Linked DNA regions of Zea mays: regions 2 and 3 are each linked to region 1. Evidence: chromatin contacts called from public Hi-C data. All regions are on one chromosome and are shown on one strand. The core of a region is the stretch at or near the end of the contact, and the rest is flanking DNA. Distances in the headings are between cores, read along the strand shown. Region 1 holds the start of LOC103653202. Region 2 holds the start of LOC541667 (ribosomal protein L17). Region 3 holds the start of LOC103653200 (ubiquitin carboxyl-terminal hydrolase 1).

Region 1 (4,652 bases), core at 1,438-3,937:
GTTCTGTTCTGTGCGGAGCTTGACTGTTCGCCTCATCCTTGTTATCATCAGGCAGCATTTGCTTTAAGGGAAGGGGTAGGCGAATAGATCTTGAATGATCCACAAGTGAAGTAGCTTGCTCTTTATGAGGTTTGCAAATTTTTGAGCTCTGCTCATGTTGCCCATGGAAAGAATGTGAGCCAATCGAATCATTTTCGCCATGTGAAATCTTGGCAGATGCTGAACTGCATGCTCCATGCTGCCATGTTGGTCTTGGTGGCATCTGTGATGATGACAAGACATCACCACCTTCAACCTCTGCAGTCTTAATATAACGAAGACGACCAAGGGAAGAACACCCACTTCGTTCTCCACAGGTTGTCAATCGTGCAGGAGTCATCATCGGCTTGCTAGCATCTTCCAAGCAACCATTCCAATGTTGTTTTAACCATTCACATACTGCAGGGATAGGGATCCCAAACTGTGTGGGCACATCCTTTTTTGATGTACAAATGGCAGTTGATGATGCAGAAGCATACCCATTGGGTGTAGAAGGTGCAATCTTCATGGGATCACAGACCATAAAAGCTAGGTTGCCGTGCATATCAAACCCAGCAGATCCAGGATGCCACAAGACTTCATCAATCGAGAACTTTATAAGGTTGTCTGTAGCTATTACAACCTTCCCCTCACCTACAGCCAAATCATTTCTGTTGTGGCCCAGTAGCAAAACCGTACTGCCAAGGTCCAAGCTGGGGTTCAAGCAAGTTTTCAAAAAATGAGGCTGTTGCCCATGTGAACTCAGGTCATCATCCACGACATCAAGGCCAACTATTGTAAGGTCAAGTATAGAACTGGTAATAAAGAACCTGAAATGAAGAAATACAATGTGGAGAGTAAATAACTTGGCAAAGGCATGCAAAACAAAGCCCCATGTGAGCTCAGAGCTCTTACACTTATTTAGCTTACTCAGCCACTATTTACGTCAAGGAGAATGTACATTATAGTATATTTTCCGCATTATTTTCTTTTAAGTATTTCATATCCTTTCATCATTTCATACAACTGATCCTTGAATGTCAATAAAGTGTTCCAGAGAAAAATTTAGGTTATCCCTTGTTTAATTAAGACTGCATTAAAACATGTCCTGTGCTCATCAATTAAGTGGACAAACAGATCCCAGGACCACTTTTCAGGAGACATTATTTGCCACAGGTAATTTATGTACCCAGTAGCCAATCTGCAACCTAGACTTGAAAAGAATTTATGCGAGATTGTACAGAAACAGAAAGACATTCCAATGCTGGACAACCTAAATTTGAAAATAATTTATGCCAGTTTCTACAAACCAGCTTTAGTCCCCCATCCCTTACAAAATGCCAGCAAAGCTTTCTGATTTACATGTCATGCAGTCAAGCTGAGAGCATGCGATAGTGAGCATACATCTCTTCTTGTTACATTGGTCTATATATCTGCTACTGATAGATCTCCAATCTCACAAGATCCCATCAACAAGGCAGCAGAATGCCAGAATGCATTTATATTCGCGCTATCTGTTCCTCACCAACCAAACAAAATGGAAATCCTATCCCCACCGGCATGTACTGTTTTTTTAGAATCAATACTCGCATGTACTGTTGCCGCAATGACTAAGCGGAACAACGACATGAAGATTATCTAAGTCCATGACCACAAGCCACAAATAATCTTCTGGGTCATATGGTCTTATGGAAGTCAACCCCAGCGAAATGGCCCCAAATCTCAAGCTTCCACACAAACAAAACCTCTTTTCTCAAATGCAGAAAGGAGGGCATGGCATTGGCGGAAAATTCACCCCAAAAAACTAATTATTTACAGCAGTGTTGCACCAGGGAATTACGACTACCAGCTTTCAATTCGCTGTAAAAATAGATCCTTTAAAACCAAGGCCAAGGACTCAAGGTCCAAGAGAGTGCAGCACAAATAAATTTCCGAAACGCACATTCCAACCCAAAATACATTATTTTCATGCCGCACCGTACTATCTAGAGATTCCCCGAGGCGATGAGCTCATCCTCCAAAAATCGAATCGCCAGACACCAAGTTGCAATTTCAAACAAACACAGTCGGAAGCTAAACAGGGGATACCAAGAAATGCGCTGGGTTCTAATACCTTTGCGGCACCAGGCGAGCTAGGAGGCGGCCGTGGCTGAGCCGAACCTCGGCGGCGCCCGCCGCGGCGGCCGAAGGGATGGTGCCGTGCGTGGTGAGCAGGAGGCTGCGGTGGATGAGGAACCCGCTCCCGCCTTTGCCTCCAGCTCCTCCTCCGCCGCCGCCACTGGGGAAGGATACGGCAGCTATGGCGGCGCCCTTTGCGGCGAGGAGGCTGGACTTGATCCGCTCCAGCTTGGCCCCGCGGGAGCAGAAGCACCACCCCGAGCCTTTGCCCAGGATCCCCATCCGGTGTCTCTTGCCTACTCCTTGCTACGGCTGCTGCTGCTACTCCGGCGAGCGGCGGCGGACCACCGGGCGGCGATACGAAGTGGACTCGTTTCGTGCGGAATCTCGAAGGGGACGGGAGTCGTGGCCTCACACACCGAACGTGACACAGTGTGCTTGTGCTCATGTCATTTGTCAATGTCCTGTGTGATTATTGCTGCCACCTTGATTGACCCCTGGTTTCTATTTTGAGGACTGAAATGCGATACTCCACCGTGTGACCTTGCTAAAGTTTAATCTCTGCGATATCCAGAGGTGTTTGGAATGGCTCTAGATTACAGCTCTAGTATGATGCTATAATTTATAATATTAATTTAAATAATTTTAAAAATATTTTTAATCTAAATAATAAACGAAATAACTTATCTAAATGTCTTCTAAAGACTTACCGTTCTAGCTATACGATTTTTTGGAGCACCTAATGATCTGCTCCACTAACTTCACCGAATTTTTTGAAACTAGATCTATCCCAAACAGGGCCGATGTTTAAATAATAATTACGGATATTAAATATAGTCTAATTATAAAATTAATTTTATAGATGAAGACTAAAAGACGAGACAAATTTATTAAATTTAATTAAGTCTATATTTCATAATTCTAATTGATATTCATACGTTTGATCTGACACGAACTAAACGTTTAGTCCTAAAATATCTTATAATTTGATAATGATGGGCTCTATCTTAACTGCATTATTTTTAGATTTATTATTTAACTAAAAAGCTCTAATTGCTCCATAGAAGACTAGTAGAAAACTATGTATGTTTATCATCGTAGTTTTTCTTGTCAAGGATTATTTGGTAATGATTTGACCAATAACTGAAGGTAAATGTATAGAAGACTTACACAGATTATGGCTCGCAATGCGCTGACGGTGTCTATGAAACGATCTATCATTTTAGGCTTTCTGATCCTCCTTTTATAGTCTAAGGAGGGGAAATGTTTACGAGGTATGCATTTGGATCGGATACAAGATCAATATTAAGTTGGTAACATAACACGAGTCGTGACCGAGTTAGTCCCGAACCGTGTATAATATGTATCTTATCCTTTTACACGTTTCTTCCTCGTCCGCTAGGACTTTGCCACGTCTATATGGATATCGATCTTATCTCCTAATTCTTTAGGATCTTTGCCATCTTTATCTTTCTATAACTTTCTTGCTGGTGAAATCTTCCTCTGACTATGTGGGCTGAGTCCTAGTGCACTTGTCCGAGCTCATGGACCCACATATCATGGTCGTCTTCATGGAGTTATATGTGGATATATTTGGCATATATCCTTTACAGTAACCAAGGCTTATTTTGTCGACTTATTAACTTATGCAAGTAAGACTCTACTCTTAAATCTTCTTGTGTAGCTTGTCCTTTAGTCTATTCTACCCCTGCATGGCAAACAATTAGCCATGGTATGTTTGGAGGCTTTGGACTAATAGGTTCACTCATCGGTATGAGTATGACCAACCGTTACATCCGCTTGTCATCATCTAATTGATTTTTTCCACGTCACCATATAGCAGTCTACTACAACGTTGTCTATGACAAATCCATGTATAAAGTCTATATTAAAATCGGAAGCATACAAATTTTTGCATACAACAGAATGTTCAAATTGTTTTATCATCAACAAACATGCATATACATGCATCATCTTAAGCAAAGCACAACGTGCAAATATAATGTTTACATTGTTCATGGTCGCCTAGCAATCAAATTGTTTGCAATACTATCATGAAAACTTACATTGTTCATGGTCGCCTAGCAATCAAATTGTTTGCAATACTATCATGAAAAGCATCATGTCTTGATTGTCATCTCTCAACCGATTGTTTAAACTACTATGCTGAGATGAGGCTGACTCCGAGTAGAAGTTGCTAAGCTTCCTCCACTTTGATTTACACTACACGCAATACACAAGAATTTAATGATACTTACAATTACAAAGCAACAGAAAAAATATTTTAATGTAACCTTATCTGCAGAGACTACCTTTGTGTGCTCTTTCCAAAAAGAATCTGGTGCCACAACTGTGTCGTTAGCGCATCCAAGTCCGGTCTGCTTATTCAGCATGACCAAAACTGATACAATCCCTTGAACTGACCCCATCTGTTTCTAAGTTGTTTTTTTGGAGTGGTGCAAATTTGTGCTTATAAAATACTTTTCTGCTATGTTTTTGTATGCTCTATTGGTCAA
Region 2 (4,652 bases), core at 1,304-3,803, 240 kb after region 1:
GGAAATAAGGTTAGATGAGAAGTTGTTAAATTTAGAAAGTTCATTTAGAGAACCGTAGAAGATAAGTTTTTGTGTTAACTACTTAAATTGATGATTTAGGAAGTCTATTAGAGAACTATTGGAGTTGCTCTTATTATACAAGTCGTCATGGGGACTTGTCATATATATCTAACATAATACACGAATATTAGCAGCTAACCTGGAGTCCACACAGCATGCCTCTCAAAATCACTTAAATTTCTGTATTTGAAAATCTGGGTTCAAATTCACGAGCTGATTTGTGGCACGGCGTTAGCATCTAATAACAAAACAAAAAAAAATGGGCACTGACATTGTAACTTCTGTTCTCAACTTTCATTGTCGAAATGATCTCACTAACATATTCAAGGATATCAAATTGTTCCACGCAGATTGATTGTATTACGAACTGACCTTACACTCGAGCACAGTACAAAACATAGCAAATCCAGATCCACGGTATCGGTACCAGCCTGAAAAGGTACATAAAAGAGCTACGGCTATAATGCTTCGAAAGGATGCCATTATCAGCAGGCTAACATACTTCACTGCTTCCTTGCCGCGACAATGTTGTCAGCCTACAAAATAAAGATGACATATATTACAGACAGATACTATTCAAATGGAAAGAACATAAAATGGAAGGATACTTCTGTACCAGAAGAACAATACAGCTCTGAAATTAGATCAATGCAAGATACTCAGAAAATATCTAGTTGGCATTTTTATGAGCATGTTAAATACCTCTTTCTTCACAGGCTCTTCCTTCTCTGACAGAATCAGCTCAATGTGGCAAGGGGAGGACATGTAAGCTGCAGAACAGCAACATTAAATATACCATTCAACAGTGTCGCAAGAATGAAAGACCATCCTTCGATACATACGGTTAATGCGTCCGTGAGCACGGTAGGTGCGGCGCCTCTGCTTCTGGGCTTGGTTCACCTGGATGTGTGAAACATAGAGGTTGTCCACGTCCAAGCCTTTCACCTGGAAATAACAGACATGTTAAGTCAAACCAGACAGTAGGAAATGTGAGTGCACGCTTAAAATGAAAAGGAAGAGACAAGAGGGCATACATCAGCGTTACTCTCAGCATTCTTCAGCAAATCCAATATGAACCTGGCTGACTTAACAGGCCAGCGACCCTGCCCATTGGAGTGGCGAGACTTTGCTTGTGCGGTGCGACCAACACCTCCACAGTATCTCCGGAAGGGAATTGCCTGCTTGTGAGCAATAACATCCTCAAGGTATCGCTTAGCCTTGGTCAAAGGCAGCTTGCGAAGCGCAAAAGCTGTCTCCCTTGTGTTCTGCAGTAATTTTACGAGTTTAATAAGAGATAACAGAAAGATAATCAATCTCAGAGTCGCCATCTGAAATCTGATATCAACTAATCACTGAACTGAGTATCACAGTATGCCTAAGTTGAATGTGGGAAAGCACAAAAAGGATTTCAAGCTTATACAGATCGCAAAAACCCAGTTGCAGGTTCATAGGAAAGCCCTATGTGCCAAAGCTTCTAACTATAATTAGAGAGAATTCACCTAGAATATTCTGTACTTTCTAATGACCACTGCATGGTATACCTGTGCGACTTGTGACTAACAAAGTTACAAGATCAAGTAGAGGACACTGACAGAGCAATGCTTTAAAATCAACTTAAAGAGACTCAGGGCAATGTTTTAAAAGAACAAGAAAAAAAACTGTCAATTTATCAGTCCCCATGGACATGAGACTTATTATGTCTCATGAGATAGCTCACAATAAAATCAGTAATCCTGGGTTCCCCGAAACTTAATTTGGAATCAAAATTTCACTTTGAATCAACGATTTTGTTTGAGGTGTAACTAGCATGTCAACTCAGTATTTGAAGTCATCACACACACAAAAAGTATTTGAAGGCATAGCATGTACAAGTTTAATGAAACACCAGCATCATTCAGGCACGTCTCCAGAAACAAAAAATAAATGTCTAAAGATGTCACATTGTCTACAAACCATTAGTCATGGAAAACAACACAATGGTCCATAGGTAATAATCAACAATGTGTTTATGTCACTAAAGTAACGCGGGAACTGCTCATATGAATAACATAGCAGAACCTTTTACTCTTTAGGTTTCGACAATCTAATCCATCCATGCATGACATCACACTTATGTTGACACACTACTTTGCACCTCAAACCAGCATGTTGAAGAACCTATCAAATCAGCATGAAGAAACGCAACGCACCTTGAAGTGGACCCTCAGGTCCCTTCCCATGGCCTTGGCCGCTGCACAGACAACGCCAAACAACCCAAAATAAGCACTACAGATAGATGGAAGGACCTCAAACGCAAGACCAACGCACTACAGGAACAAAGATAGGCGAGATCTTACATTTGGTAGGGTTGCCCGGCTCCTGCGAGTACTTAACCTGCGACGCAACAACGAGATGTCAGTTAGAAAAACGCATCGAAGCATGGCGCCATGTTGGCGGAGGGGGTGGGCTGACCATAGCGGCGGCGAAGGAGCGAAGAAGGAATGGTCGCCTTCGCACAGACAGTACGCACTGAGGATGCACCGAGGGGGCGGCGCTGGCGGTGGCAGCCTTAAGAGATGGGAAACCCTAGTGCTAATGCGCTCTAGAGGGGCCCGGATGGGCTTGCTGATCTAATGGGCTGAAGTGTGCACGGCCCTTGTGGCTCAGAAGGCCATGTATGATCCGGCGCAAAACACCCTGCCCAGTGTCCACAACTCAGGGCTCTTTGCAACGCAGCAACTTTTCCTGTTTTTTAAATGATTTAATTTCTGGGGAATATGTATGGTTTCTGTAAAATTCCTATGTTGCAAAAGGGATCTTATACCTCCTCTGGAACCTAATTTTTTCCTGTTCCTATATTTTCTATGAAAAATAAATTAATACCTATGAAATTCTATCACATCAGGTTTTAGGGGGCAAAACCACATGCATAACATATGTGTGTTAGGATCTATTTCCACACATATGTCGACATCACAAGGGTAATATATCAAAAGAACAATGCATAAAAGCGTAAATAAAGATTATATTAACATAGTACACTTCGAACAGACATAATGTCTTAACCTTTATTCATCAAAGTACAGCGAAACATGGACATCCTTCCACAGGAAGATGACCGGGGGTATCACTAGACTAGCATCCATGGAGTTCAGTATCATAACTTCATCTTCAAATTTATGATCAAAATTAAGCAAGGGTGAGATCACTTATGGTCGGGGCTCAGCAAGTAGGGGAAAATGCAAGGTAACACGGTAAGGCTAAAGTTTAATGCGATTGGCATTTTAGTTGGTCAACATTTTATTATCAACACCTGATTACTAGGTATAAGTATATACCAAACCCAATTAAGCATAATTCATAACCGGCATGCACTTAAACCATTTGAACAAATACCATCAACATGAAGCTCAACCTCTTGAGCGAACCACTTAAGCATACCGCTTAAACAAAACCGATCACGATTTATTTCCATCTTGAAAATCGCCTAGAGGGGGTGGATAGGCGGAAACTGAAATTTACAACTTTAAACATACTACAAGCCGGGGTTAGCGTTAGAATAAAATCCGAGTCCGGGAGAGAGGGGAAAACAAATCAACCAAGAAAATAAAGTGGATGACACGGTGATTTGTTTTACCGAGGTTCGGTTCCAATGAACCTAGTCCCCGTTGAGGTAGTCACAAAGACCGGGTCTCTTTCAACCCTTTCCCTCTCTCAAACGGTCACTTAGACCGAGTGAGGCTTCTTCCTTAATCTCACAGGTCACTTAGACCCCGCAAGAATCACCACACAATTGGTGTCTCTTGCCTCACTTACAAAGCACTTGAGTAAGAAGTGAGAAAGAAAAGAAAGCCAAGCCAAGCAAATAAGAGCAACAAAGAAACACGAGTGATCCTCTCACAAGTCCTAATGCGCTAGAATTGGATTGGGGACTTTGATCGGATCGGAGGCTTTGATTTGTGTCTTGGAGTGTTGCACTTTGCTCTTGTATTGAATGGAGAGTGTTGAATGCTTAGATGGTTGGAGTGGAGGTGGTTGAGGGGTATTTATAGCCCTCACCCACCAAAACAACTGTTGGGGCGGGCTGCTGTCGATGGGCGTACCGGACAGTCCGGTGCGCCAGCCACGTCACCCAACCGTTAGGATTCTAACACAGTCGACCGTTGGAGCACTGACTTCTAGTGGCACCGGACAGGTACTGTTTACTGTCCGGTGCGCCTCTGGCGGCTGCTCTGACTTCTGCGCGAACTGTCCGCGCACTGTAGCGTTTATTGGTGCACTGTGCAGTCGACCGTTGCGTCGAAGAGCCGTTGCTCCGCTGTCACACCGGATAGTCCGGTGAATTATAGCGGAGCGGCGCTGGAAAAACCCGAAGGTGAAAAGTTCGGAGTTGTACGGTCCTGGTGCACCGGATACTGTCCGGTGGCATACCGGATAGTCCGGTGCGCCAGACCAGGGCACACTTCGGTTTCTTTTGCTCCTTTCTTTTGAACCCTAACTTTGATCTTTTATTGGTTTGTGTTGAACCTTTATGCACCTATAGAATATATAATCTAGAGCAAACTAGTTAGTCCAATTATTTGTGTTGGGCATTAAACCACCAAAATTATTTA
Region 3 (4,652 bases), core at 1,218-3,717, 180 kb before region 1:
AAAGAGTGAAAGACAATCCTCGATTGTTAGTACACAATTGCTATCCTCCCCTATCCCCTTGCCATTTTGATCTACATAGCTGCCCGGCGCCGTTGATGCATCGTGTTCAACTTGTGGAACAATCAGTGGAGGCAGGGAATCTGCTGTTATCTGAATCATCTGCTCAACTTTAGCATCATAGATGCTATGAGGAACAAAATCAACTGAATTTAGTGGCTCCTCTGTGCACAAAACATGTATAAGATTCTTGATTTGCAAGGTGCGCTGCTCTTCACCAGAATCTGCATAACCGAGAATGTAATAGTTAATTTTAACAACGATAAAATATCACGCAACAAGTAACTATTGTCCTCTACACCATTTTTAGTCCCCCACATGATTAATTAAGCAACCTCTTATAGCAAAAAAAATGATATATGAAGAGAATCCCCTATAGTCAAGTGCAATTTTTAACTACTGTACACGAGAACAAAAAAACCATGCTAGGTTAGTATATATATTTTTGAATGAACACTTTAGGTTAATATGTTGATTGTTGAACATACTAATCTTAACAATTCTCTGAGTTTAGCATGTGTAAAGAGTTCTTAAACAACAATTTTCTCCATTTAGGAAGTGTAGGAGACCCACTTAGAAAAAAAACACCTTTTTTAGGTTGATAAAAATAGACAACTACAATGGTACTGTTTGAGTTTTCGACAGTTTTCTGCACACCAACTTCCATGGGCCCTGATGTTTTGTCCCAATCAAACCGTTCAGTTCTGAAACAAGAAGATGAAAATCACCAGTTTTACTGGCATCGATCTTCCACAAGTTACTCTCATTTGCTGAAAGTAACTGAGGAGCAGCCTTCTCCGGTTGAGGGTTGAGATTCTTGCTTGCTCGTTGTGATGATGATGCAAAATTTTCACATAGATCCTCTTTTGATGGCAGCGATAATGAAAGCTCCCAGAATTCTCCATGGAAAGCCGAAGCAGACTGACAATCTTTGCAGGACCTTGTATCACACAGTTCGCCCTTGAAGACCGCATCAATGACTGTCGGGGCACCTCTTTCCCTGTAAGGAGCTTGAATTCCCTCTTCCTCGTCATGCAATGCGCTGCGCAAGGACTCGAGCAGTTCATAGCTGTCGTGCATCGTGTAAGGTTCGTACTTGCCAGCATGTAATCGTACACTTCTCAAGAGTTTATCTGGGTTCAGCATGCCTCCCGCAGAACCAGCAGCGCTCGCCTCCACGAAAAGCTCCTTCAGTGCCATTCCAAGGTGGCCCGGCGGAGTATCCGGCCCTAGCATCCTTGCCCGCAGCTTGTCGAGCGCGAGGAGGCACTGCACCATCGCGTTCATGTAGCATGTGTTCCCGCGGTTTGGCATCCCTCTGATAGCATAGCCTTGCGCATTCACGGACCCGAGATCGGCGGCTGCACACCATGCGTCCCCGAGATTGAGCAACACGGTGGCGAGATCGCGGGACATGTCGAATCCAAACGCATGACCACCGCCGCCGCCGCCGCCGCCGGCCTGAATCTCGCCCGTTATCATCTCCATCTCGTCTGGCTCTGGATACACAGGCACTTCGTGTTCGCACTTGAAGCAGAATCCAGCCTGTGGATCGTCGAACATCGCGGCAACCCAATGCTTTTCCTGGTTGGCGTGGTCCTGAGCGTGTCCGTACGGGATATAGCTCGTCGAATCCCCGCAGGAATGCCGGCCGCATTCCAGGCACACCATGATCCGGCGATACATGGGCCGGCCGCCGGGCCCATCGGCCTCCTCGCGCCGCCGGCCCCGGCAGTCCTGGCAATTCCCCGCGTCGTCGGATAGCAACGACGAGATCAGAATATCATTGTGATAACTGTCCGTGGGGACGTGATCGCAGCATGGATCGTGGCCGGTCATCTCGGTACATTCCTCCTGGCCTAGCAGATGCTTCACTTTCTCCTCCTCCTCCGCCGCCGATGCGGCCAGCAAGTCCAGCCGCGGAACTTTGGAGTCCCGCGACCGCGAGCTCTCGTCCGCCTCCCACGGCCTCGCCCTCGTGTCAGCCATCACGTACGCCTGGAAGGAAACAAGGGATCACAAGAAATAAGAGAGTCGCATGAATGATGAATCCCAATTATTGGACCCGAAACCACCAAGCAAACAACAAACCCTACGAAAGCAAAAGCAAATAGCCAGCTGCGGGTTAGGGATTGGATCGGGGCCTGCGGGTTAGGGATTGGATCGGGGCCGTGGCAGTGGCACCGAAGAAGCTCCGAAGAAACTCGATCGCGATCATTCTAGCCACGATCAAGTAGACTGCGGGTTAGGGATTGGATCATGGGGGAGGGAGAAGCAAAAGCAAGATGGACACAAGTCCGACTCCGACAGAATAGAAAAGAAACAGGAGAAGGGAAATAAAACAAACTGCCGGCGAAAATGGCGCCGGAACTGAGGGACCGCGGCGACGCCCGGAACCGGAAGGGTTTTGGAGAGGGATTTCGCGTGGCGAACGCGGAGTGGAGATTTGCGATTGGGCTGATACTGGGGCCCATTTTGTCAAACTAGAACGTGCAGTAGCCCATCGGCTACTCATGGGCTAAATGGCTTTGCTGTGCAAATGAGATGAGAACCTCCCAAGTGCCAACCTTTGGACATCCCTCAACTATCTCTTCCTCAAGATTATATCAAGGATAAAACTTACGAAGATTCTCCATGTTCGAGGGAGCAGGAAGTGGATGGAGGTCCTCAAGTCGGTGTTGATCTTGCAAAAAAGATATAAATAGCAGGCCTGTGCTAGTGTATATACATCATGCTTGGCATCATCATTGTACTAGATTAGCTGTGTCCTTTACCTTGAGTGTGGTATGTTCCAGCCTTTTGTAGTTTCCTACATACGACATTACAGATTGAAAATTAATAAAACATGCATCATTAAAAAAATAACATCCTTAACAAGAACTTGTTCTCGAATCAAGCGTCCTTTAATCTGGCATTAGAACTCCAACCATGTTTTGCAAGGATCTCCATTGCCACCATCTCTAAGGCTTGACATACCACAAGAATCTCTTGGTGAGCTTCTTGTTTCTGCAATAATCTCCAGAGTCTGAGCCAATACATCCCCTGAAAAGAACCTGCAAAATTGATGGTATTGGTTTAAAATTAAAGGCCGCATCATTACGGCACAACCAAATAGACCAAAACATTGCTGCCACTCCAATTAAAAGTTTTTTCCGATGAGCTATTCCCTTGTTAGTAGCCCAATTCTCAATTATATGATTAATATTGATGGGTCTCTCTATGTTGAAAGCAAAGTAAATAATTCTCCAAATGTTCCTGATAAGGTAACAATCAAAAAAAATATGTTGAATAGTCTCATTCTGATTACAAAAGCAGCATTTCATACTTCCTGTCCACCCACGTTTAGCTAAATTTTCTTTAGTGAGAATAACTCCTCTCCCTAAGTACCACAAGAAAATTTTAATTTTGAGGGGGATTTTTAGTTTCCAAAGCAACATATTATGGGTTAAAGTGGGAGTATTCATTAGAAGGCGGTACATTGACTGGACTGAGAAAACTCCATTTCGGTGAGGTCCTCATAAGAATTTGTCCTTCGAATGACCCAAAGGAATAGATGCGAGTAAAGTTGATAAATTATGCCACTCGACCCGCTTCACCCCTACAATAGCTCTGCGAAAAGAAAGGTTGGGTAAATTTCCATTCATAACATCTTTGACTAAAGCCTTTCTTTTCCGCACGATATTAAAAAGGTTTGGATAAATGACCTTAAGCGGTCTATCCAGAATCCATCTATCATCCCAGAACCTAGTTGCGTGACCGTCACCTACTCGAAACCTCCCCCACCCCAAGAATTCTTCCTTAATATTCATGAGACCAGCCCAAAAATGAGAGTCTCCTGATTTTCTCACGGCTTGAGTAAGTGATTTGGATCCTAAATATTTATTTTTTAGAAGTTGTTGCCATGTACCGTCTTGATTCAATAACTTAAAGAGCCACTTGCTGAGTAAACAAATGTTCTTAGTGGCTAGATTAGCTACCCCCAAGCCACCAACCTCCTTAGGTTGACAAATAATATTCCATTTTGCAAGTCTGTATTTCTTTTTAAATTGGCCATTTTGCCAATAGAACCGAGAGCGGATGGCATCTAGTTTTTTTTAACACCCCGATAGGCACCTCAAAAAAGGACATCATGAAAATAGGGAGGCTGCTTAAGACTGAATTAATGAGCACTGGACGACCTCCAGAAGAAAGTAATTTACCTTTCCACATAGCTAATCGTTTTTCGAATCTATCAATAACACATTGCCACTCACTATTTCGTAACCTGCGATGGGTCATAGGAATTCCAAGGTATTTGAGAGGAAATGAACCGATCCCACAACCAAAAAGACAAGAATAATCCATTTCATGATCCTTAGCTAACCCGTAGCAAAAAAGCTCACTTTTGTGAAAGTTGATTTTCAAACTTGACATCTGCTCAAAAGCGGTCAGGAGAAGTTTCACATTTCGTGCTTGATCCAAGTTATGATCCAGAAAAACAACGGTATCATCCGCATACTAGAGGATAGAAAGGCCACCATCCACTAGATGAGGAACCACACCCGTGAATTGGTTATTTTCCTTTGCTCTTAAAAATAGAATTGGCAACATGTCCG

What was found. Hi-C and Micro-C count contacts between places; a contact is called where the count stands out from the background.
Region 2: a contact with region 1 is called in a Hi-C map of tassel, with 4 times the contacts expected there. The contact joins the promoter of LOC541667 here to the promoter of LOC103653202 in region 1. A contact is called at or near these places in 2 of 25 Hi-C or Micro-C datasets (ear and tassel).
Region 3: a Hi-C map of leaf shows a contact between it and region 1, with 2.4 times the contacts expected there. The contact joins the promoter of LOC103653200 here to the promoter of LOC103653202 in region 1. A contact is called at or near these places in 8 of 25 Hi-C or Micro-C datasets (ear, endosperm, leaf and 4 more).

Annotation. Positions count from the first base shown.
Region 1 is chr4:45,963,367-45,968,018 of Zm-B73-REFERENCE-NAM-5.0, forward strand. It overlaps LOC103653202, which reads right to left and starts at 2,688. Exons shown (of 3, transcript XR_565320.4): 1 at 2,132-2,688; 2 at 1-848.
Region 2 is chr4:46,198,918-46,203,569 of Zm-B73-REFERENCE-NAM-5.0, forward strand. LOC541667 (ribosomal protein L17) reads right to left here and starts at 2,554. Exons shown (of 7, transcript NM_001111420.1): 1 at 2,512-2,554; 2 at 2,397-2,433; 3 at 2,250-2,290; 4 at 1,095-1,325; 5 at 903-1,005; 6 at 763-830; 7 at 389-596. The coding sequence starts at 2,514. The coding sequence ends at 564.
Region 3 is chr4:45,786,560-45,791,211 of Zm-B73-REFERENCE-NAM-5.0, forward strand. It overlaps LOC103653200 (ubiquitin carboxyl-terminal hydrolase 1), which reads right to left and starts at 2,468. Exons shown (of 6, transcript XM_023302344.2): 1 at 2,149-2,468; 2 at 786-2,055; 3 at 1-281. The coding sequence starts at 2,046.